Regions from separate parts of the Mus musculus genome. Here region 2 is linked to region 1. Evidence: chromatin contacts called from public HiCAR-type data. All regions are on one chromosome and are shown on one strand. The core of a region is the stretch at or near the end of the contact, and the rest is flanking DNA. Distances in the headings are between cores, read along the strand shown.

Region 1 (4,137 bases), core at 342-2,841:
GCAACGTTGGACCACATAGCATTATAAGACATTTGAATTAATCATTAACATTTAAAACCCAAGGGACTTTGCAAAATGTTCTGAATTTATTTTCAGCTAACATTTGGTAGTTGCCAGTTAACGTGTGCTCTGCCCCTTGTCATGCCAATAGCTAACCTTGTGCTATGGCCCTTTGCCAAGCTCTGTGACCTCCCTAGCTAACCTTGAGCATGAAGCCAATTGCTATTTATCATAAGGCTTGCTCTCCATTTTCAATTAAAGAACTTAAGGAGAGAGTGAACTATATCTTGTACTCCTTAAAAAAAATGGAAACGTTAGAAAAAAAAAAGACTAGGAAATCACTTTTAAAATATTTTGGGGGGAGTTATAATTACAATATTTATCCCTTTTCTTTCTCTCTCCAAACTCTCTTATATATTCCTTCTGCTCTCCTTCAAATCTATGGCCTCGTTTTTAATTGTTATTCCATGTACATATGACATATATGCATGTATATATATATATATCCTGTTAAATAATGTTACTTGTATGCATGTTTTCAGGGCTTCCCATTTGGCCATTGGTGTTCTCATCCTTGAGTAAGAACAACTCTCCTGCTCCCATCCTTCTTTAGTTGCCTATAGTTCTCTGTGAAGAGTTAAGCTTTTACCTATCCATTCTGTCATGTCCTTGTTCAGCTCACCTTTAGGAGGTCATATTGGTAAGACTTTATGGGTATAAGAAATCAATTTCTGCATTTCTGGTCTGTTGCATATTTTGAAGAAGACTACCCAGAAATCTGTATTTTCAGCCCATGCTCCAAATAGCCTCATAATCATGTAATAGGAGAAATCAGAGAAATTTTGCATACTGAATGTGCCTTCATTTGACCACTACATCAAACTTAGATGTATAAAAGAAACCTTTATTATTATGGCTCCTATGTTGCAGTGGCTTTGCTTGAGTAGTAGAGTCTCAGAACTCAGCTCTTTAGAGGTTTAATGTCTAAAATGTTTCTCAGACAAAGGAATTAAACTCTATGCGAGTTTCTTCCTGGTTAAAAATCCCAGATTCTTGCTAAATATTCATGCCTTGCCTCCTTTTGTTATATCCTGAGCATAGTAAAATACACCTTATATAAATGTTTAAAGGCCAACAGTGAGTGTATCTTTATCAAAAATATATTAAAAAAAAAACATTACGTGATAGCTACTTCTACTTCTTTAAGAAAATGTCATCTATTACAACTATGCTCATCAGCTTGAAGGAAGTTGCCTGCTTAAAATATGACAGTGGTCTAGTCTTACATGCCATTTTAAAGGAAGTTTCTAGTCTGTGGTCCTGGCAGAATGAATCAAACTCTTAAATGCAGAAATTCAGAAGAAACATGTAAGGGGTTCTTGTAGCATCTGGAAGCTAAGTGGTGCCTTCCAACGCACGGAGGTAGCATGCCAGCAAAGACTTTAATTTGCAGGGACTTTGGTACGAAATGGGCTCAGACAGTGAAAGTGGAGGGGAAGAAGACTAAGCTCTCCGCCTCCAGAGTACATGGTGAAGCCTGTCGTATACTAGAAGGATGTTGTGGTTTCTGCCTGGTTTGTGGGGGCATAGCAAGGTGAGGATGTTTAAGAAATGGTGAACAGAGTAGCTGTCTCCCTGTGGTTAGCCTGAAGTTAGCAAAAGATACAGCAAGTGTTTGAGCTGAAATGCTCAAGGCACACCTTTGAGCCCCCTGGTCCCCTTTGGGGCTTTGAACTGCAGCCACAAGTCTGGGCCAGCATCTCTTTCCAGATTTGTTTTGAAGCAAGCTTGAAAACAACATTTTCTTTGTACTTATACTTCGAATCTTAGGGTAATCTGCTTGTGACTTTGCTTACGTCTGGCTCAACAGGATGCCCAGAGATGCCTCTGTGTATCAAGGCTTTGTTGTGGAACTGACATGAAAACTTTTGGGAGTAGATGGAGTTGCACCTGTAGGTGACATGATGTGTTTTATTAGGCCAAATCTAGTGAAATGTGAAAAGAGGTGGAATGAATTGCAAAGGGTATCAGGAAAGAGTCATGGCAGCTTTGTTTAGAAAGGAGACAAGCAGGAGAAAGTAAGGTTGGTGGTGGCTTCATAACTGGCCTGATTAGGGTAACACCAGGGTCAAGGTCCTAAAAAGAGATGACTGGAATAAACTATGGATCTCACTAGCTTTCATAAATCCTTGCTTTCTAGTAATGTATACTCTAATGTGGTTCTATGTATAGATTTAGTATAAACAAGTGTGAGGTTAGGAGGAAATCTCCTCCCTACCAAGTTAGTTTACATTTCTAGAATTGTGTTGATGGGAGATGTCTTTTGTTCATGATGGGAGCTTGAGTGCCATTGAGACAGGGGTGGCCATTGTGAGGGTTATCTATCTATAGCAATAGTGACTGAGATTTGGGTGTGAGGGAAGAGGCCGAGTTAGCTTTGAAAGTTTGAATAAGGGAGACTAGGAGAATCTGCGACATTTCCATAACTACAGGACTGGTTAGGAGAACTTTAGAGATGGATGGGGCCATAGTCATCCAAGCAAGTACTTAGCACCTACACCCACTTTACTTCACTGTAATCTTCAAATAGAAAACATCAGGATTGGGTAGAGAAACAGCTTCATGGTGTTATTTTAGTTCTCTAGAAAGGATTTTTCAAGCACTGCTCAGAGAGTACTAGAGGAAGAACTGATACATCCTTGGTGAAGACTGCATCAAAATGGCCCATTAGGTAGAGAGTAGCTAAGAAGAGAGTTGATGGTTCACAACACAATGGCTCACTAGAGATGGGATGTTAGAAGAGTTAAGGCTGCGAAGTACTAGATGACTGTCCTCACACACATCCCTGATAGCTGCTACCCTGCCCAATCAGAGCACATATGTTCGTCTTGCAAGAGGGGCCGTTATCACTCACCACATCACCAAGAGTGGCTTATCCTTAGGGAACACAGAAAAGCTACTTCATCTGAACAGCTTGTGTGGTTTATACTTTTATTTCTTGTCAGCACTTGGTAATCACAGCATAACCCAGATATCCTCTGTCTCATCAAATCTTATTGCTGTTTGATTATTGTTTACATTCTTTCTAAACCCAAACTTTCTCTTCTCAAAGCCAAGGACTTCTGGGTTTCCTTGCAGATATACTGTGATTCTTTTTTAATAGATAACATGTAAGTATAATGATATATAGGTATTATATAGTGTATATATTTAAGACCACATGATATAAAGCATGCAAATATGCAAAATGCATACATGCACATGACTTATATAGCTAATAAACTATAATTCTATGTAACATATTCTATTTATCTGTGTTTATAGCACATGATGTAAAACTGTGTGTCCATGAACTGTGTAGAAAGTTGCTGTTGAGATCTTGCCACAGCAGATCACAGAAAAATTAGCTTATCCCTTATTTTAACTGTTACATTACCATTAGTATTCCAAGGATATCAGCATCCTAAGGATAACATAACACATTATGTTAGGTTAGATTTAGTTTGAATAAAGAACAGCTTTTGGTTTAAGGCACCACTAAGCTATAGTTTCTCCACCTTGTGCTTGTGCAGTTGGTGTTTTATACACAAACAAAAAACGAGGTAAGTATGTGGCTTTGGGGTTGAAAAACTGGCTTCTAGTTTCTGTCTATATTTATAGCTCTGTAACTTTTAGCAGTTACATAAACCTCCTCTGCATTATTTGTCAGTGGTAATCTTATGAATTAGTGAGATTAAATTAGATAAAGAATTCTGTTTTTATTTGTTGGAATGTTTTTAAGACAGATTGGTTGGAGATAACACCTCCTTTGAACCTATGGTAATGACCTCCTAAGGACCTATGGTAATGACCTCCTAAGGACAGTTGCCTGGACAGCTGTTCTAAGATCTGATTCTTTATTGAAGAGGAAGAGATTGTTCCTTGAAGTGGACACAGCTAGATGTGAGGACCTGTAAGCTTTCACAAAACCTGTAAATTTTATGGAAGTGGAAGAAGCATCCAGAAATCGGCTGTGCATAGATGACTTATTCCTAGGACCTTCAGAAATACATGCTGTATGAGCAGAGTAGGACCCACTAAGAAATTCAGAGAACAGCCACAGGAGGGAACCAGGGAGGAGGCCATCACTGAAGCTCA
Region 2 (4,299 bases), core at 459-2,958, 300 kb after region 1:
AGGAACCAGACAAAGTCAAACTCCTGCATCATGGCCAGTGTGTTAAAGAGTGGGTAGAAGGTTTCAGGGGTGACCCATGGGCATCAATTACTTCTATATCTTTGCAACCAAACTACCTACAGCCTTTCATATCCCATTTCCAGGTCTCCATGGGTGCTTTATAATAGTGTGTCAAATATTCTTACAAGAAAAATGGAAGAGGTGAACCCAAGGTCAGCTAATGTAAGGAAGCTAAAGTAAGGGGAGTTTCTTTGCCATTTTCATTATGAACCAGACTTCTGTTTCATCAGAAAGAATATTTTTAAAGTAAATAGTCAAGAGATGAATGAATATGGCTTATGACTCATAAATATGAAAAAGACTAAATGTTTAGGATGAAAGTTATTCACAGGCAAATAATAATATCCAATAATTTCAGTAATATCTTCCCAAAATATTTGATACTCTTTGGGTAAAGATCCTGCTTTTGAAATAGGTTTAGGTTGACTTTTCTCATTAGCTCTCAAGGCAGTGGCATGAAATACTTATATCTAAAGTAGCGGGTCTTGAAAGCAGGCTTTGGAGGAATTTTTTTTTCTGGGTCATTTTCTAGACTACTGTGAGAAAGAAAGATGCATGTCCTAGGTTCATGAATCAAAAATTAGAAACATTAAAATGTATTGAAATAATTAGTATATTATTGACTTGCTCTGTGAGGGCCAAATAATATATATATTACTCAATGCACATGAAATATTATTTTCTATATTCTAGGAACATTATTTTGTATAACATGTATTTGATATATTCTCTATATTTATCTTTTAGACTTATAACATATAATATGAATTTCCTTTATGTATGCATTCACATACATAGACATCATTAAACATTCATTTTGCAGTTTTCTTCCTCTGTAGCCTTTAGATTTGAACACTAATATCAAGAACAAAGGCAAAACAGAGTAGGAAACACAATTTTCCTTCTTTCTTTTTATCTTCTAGCATTTTGCCTAAGGAGGAACTGAGTATCTGTCATGGAAAACTATTTCTTTTATGGAAATAAAATAGCAACAAAACTCAAAATGTGCCCGTCATGTCTGAAAACAAAGTCATCACTAACAAAATTAAGCAATGGAATTTTCTGCCTGTTTTATGGGCTGGTCTGAAGTTGAGTTTAGGGGGACAGAAAATGAAAGGCAAAAACAGACAGCAGCTTTTCACCATGTAAGAGGGTGCGAAAATGTTTTCGCACCTGAAAATGAATCTTCCCCCTGCTGTAGTTCTTGGAGAGAAAAACGAATAGAAATGTACTGGGCTGAAACCTCTGTTCAGTCCTGGCCTGTTTGCCTCTACAGCCAGCTGAATGCCTGACTGTCTTACTCACTCAGGGGTGGGTTCTGTCCTTATTGCACGCCAATTCCAGGAACTTCCTGTAGCCACCAAAAGGGGAGTAAATTATGTGCAGCAGGTGGTGATTGACTTCACAATGACACTGAGGTCTACTATTAAGTCCTATTTCCTCTTTATCACCACACTCTGCTCATCCAGCCCACAGTGGCTCTCATCACACTCTGCAAACCTTGTCTGTGCTGAGAGGCAGCCTCTTGAGCCCAGAAGTAAGAATTCTGTGCTTGTGGCTCGCTGACAAATCTCTGGTTCCTGGAATTGTTTGGCAGGTGGATTTGCAGAAGCACGAAATTGTCATAACCTGACAAGGAGATGAGTAAAAGAGTGAGGTACCTGGAGTCTGCCCCCCACTTCCTTTCCACCCACAGCATCATAGGCCTTCCCTCTTTGGGTAGAAGCTGCAATCATCGAGGCTCGTGGATTTCCAAAATACAGAAGGAGGCTCAAATAAGTATTTCTGTGCATGTTGAGGTTGCCCTGCTTAAAAATTAAAGGCAATTTATAAGAAAATTCATGCAATTCCCACCCAAGTGCCTGTCTAGCCTTAGTTCCTGTGAGTACCTTTGTGCTACTGTTTTCTTAGCTCCTGCATTCTTCCCCATCTTCTGACTTTGTTAGGAGCCACAGGTTATACAGGAAAACACTCCAAGGATTGCTACTCACATTGTTTCTCATCCAAACTCACCTTCTTGACTCTGAAGTAGAGTGAGTCAGGGAGAAGTGGGAAGCTCTACAGAAGTCATTTTGTGCTACAAAGACCCCATGTTTGCTTTGACAATGATTTGAGATACAATGAACACATTGCACAGTCTAGCACCAGAAGTGCTTTGGGGCTGTAGCTTTTTGGAGTATTATACAGAAATAATTAAATAAATGAGTGAATAAATAAGTAAATAATACATACATACATACATACACACACACACACACATACATACATACATACATACATACATACATACACACATACATACATACATACATAAAAGCTATCCACAGGATGGATGAGTAGCTGAAGGACACTAAGACTACTGAAGTAAAAATGAAACCTATTACCTTCTCAGAGGCCTGATCAATGTAGACAATTTAGTTCTATTTTCTCCTCTGTAGTTAAATCAACCTAAAAATACAGAAAGTAATTAAAATTCACAACTTTGTAAGCAGCTTTCAAATTACTAATGTTTATGCAAAGATATGGGACATGGAATTTCCGATGGGTATACATGGATATACGTGCAAACATGAATGAATGGATGGATTTTGGACAAAGCATCGTATTTTGCTAATTGTACACACTGTAGTTCAGCTTCCCCTTGGGCTTAGCTTATGATAGACACTGTGATTAAAGGGTTAAAATTCCGCCTTCAAACTGCTTTTATCTGCTGGAAGATATAGATGCACTTTTTAAAGGTAGAAAATCAGTGTTGTAAATGTGGTGGGGACTATGAATCTTGAAGCAACATTTATGGGAGAGCTTTATCTTTCACAGCAAGAAGCAGATAAGTCAGAGAGTACAGGGAAGGACTGTGAATAATGATAAGATGTTCCTCTCTCTGGTTACAGTGTGAGTGATGATCCATAGATCCTGCCAGTACACAAGCAGCACTACAGGGTGTAGCGGCTCCTAGGAAAGCAAAGAGAAGGTGGGGAAATACGTGAAGATTTGAAGCTCTGATCTGTAAGTTCTCCTGCTGTGGTACAGAGGTGCTCACAGGAGATAAGGCTGGAGAAGTAGGAACAACATGCTTCTTCTTATAAATCTACGTGTTAGAGCATCTAGAGGAGATGATATTTGTCCCATGTCTCACCTTCAATATGTGCATTAGAGTCCACTGGGGTGGGGCTAGGGAGATGGCTCAGTAGGTAAGATGCTAGCTGCAGTAGCATTAGAATCTAAGTTCTACATAAAAGAAGTAGTCAAGGTAATGAAGATCTGGAACCCACAGCACTTGGTAAGAGAGAAGAGGCAGGTCCCTGTAGTTCACTGTCCAGTGAGTCAAGCAGAAACAAGGAGTTCTTGGCTTAATGAGAGAACCCATCTCAAAAGAGAAGATAGTGAGTAATAGAGAGAGGAATTCAAAATTGACTTCTGACCTCTACACATACATGCACGGGAAAACTAAAACACAATCAGCTGAGGTACATATTTATAGTACAGAGCTGAAGGTCCAACTCTTGACTGGACAGAGAATACCAGAGTCCAGCGTGATAACTCTGAAAATTCTAACAACAGCAGCCTTCATGATAACTGTGAAAGAAACAGCCTTCCTTGGAATTAACACTCTACACATAAGGGGGTGGTGTTCAACCTTCTTTTTTTTTTCTTTTTCATTTTTAAAAATTTTATTAGATATTTTTTTCGTTTACATTTCCAATGCTATCCTGAAACTCCCTTACACCCTCCCCCCACCCTGTTCCCCTACCCACCCACTACCACTTCTTGGCCCTGTGTTCCCCTGTACTGGGACATATAAAGTTTGCAATACCAAGGAGCCTCTCTTCCCAATGATGGCTGACTAGGCCATCTTCTGCTACATATGCAGCTAGAGACATGAGCTCGGGGGATACTGGTTAGTTCATATTGTTGTTCCGCCTATAGGGATGCAGGACCCTTCAGCTCTTGGGTACTTTTTCTAGCTCCTATATTGGGAGCCCTATGTTCAATCCAATAGATGACTGTGAGCATCCACTTCTGTATTTGCCAGGCCTAGTCTCACATGAGACAGCTATACCAGGGACCTTCTAGCAAAATCTTGCTGGCATATGCAATAATGCCTGCATTTGGTGGCTGATTGTGGAATAGATCTCCAGGTGGGATAGTCTCTAGATGGTCCATCCTTTCGTCTTAGCTCCAAACTTTGTCTCTGTAACTCCTTCCATGGGTATTTTGTTTCCTATTCTAAGGAGGAAT

Evidence for each region. HiCAR-type assays count read pairs that join an accessible place to other places.
Region 2: a HiCAR-type map of Th17 cells shows a contact between it and region 1, with 3 times the contacts expected there. The contact joins two enhancer-like sites. A contact is called at or near these places in 3 of 484 Hi-C or Micro-C datasets (Th1 cells, Th2 cells and macrophages) and 2 of 115 datasets of contacts at active chromatin or transcription factors (CD8 T cells and Th17 cells).

Annotation. Positions count from the first base shown.
Region 1 is chr15:9,573,395-9,577,531 of GRCm38.p6, forward strand. No RefSeq gene overlaps it. Among named protein-coding and RNA genes, the nearest start is that of Il7r, 46 kb to the left of the region's middle. Within about 2 kb of position 1,592, at least 47 of the 459 cell types and tissues checked have an H3K27ac peak or open chromatin away from gene starts, as enhancers often do. A contact at or near this core is called in CD8 T cells, Th1 cells, Th17 cells and 1 more, where this site is marked.
Region 2 is chr15:9,868,848-9,873,146 of GRCm38.p6, forward strand. No RefSeq gene overlaps it. Among named protein-coding and RNA genes, the nearest start is that of Spef2, 120 kb to the left of the region's middle. Within about 2 kb of position 1,709, at least 24 of the 459 cell types and tissues checked have an H3K27ac peak or open chromatin away from gene starts, as enhancers often do. A contact at or near this core is called in CD8 T cells, Th1 cells, Th17 cells and 1 more, where this site is marked.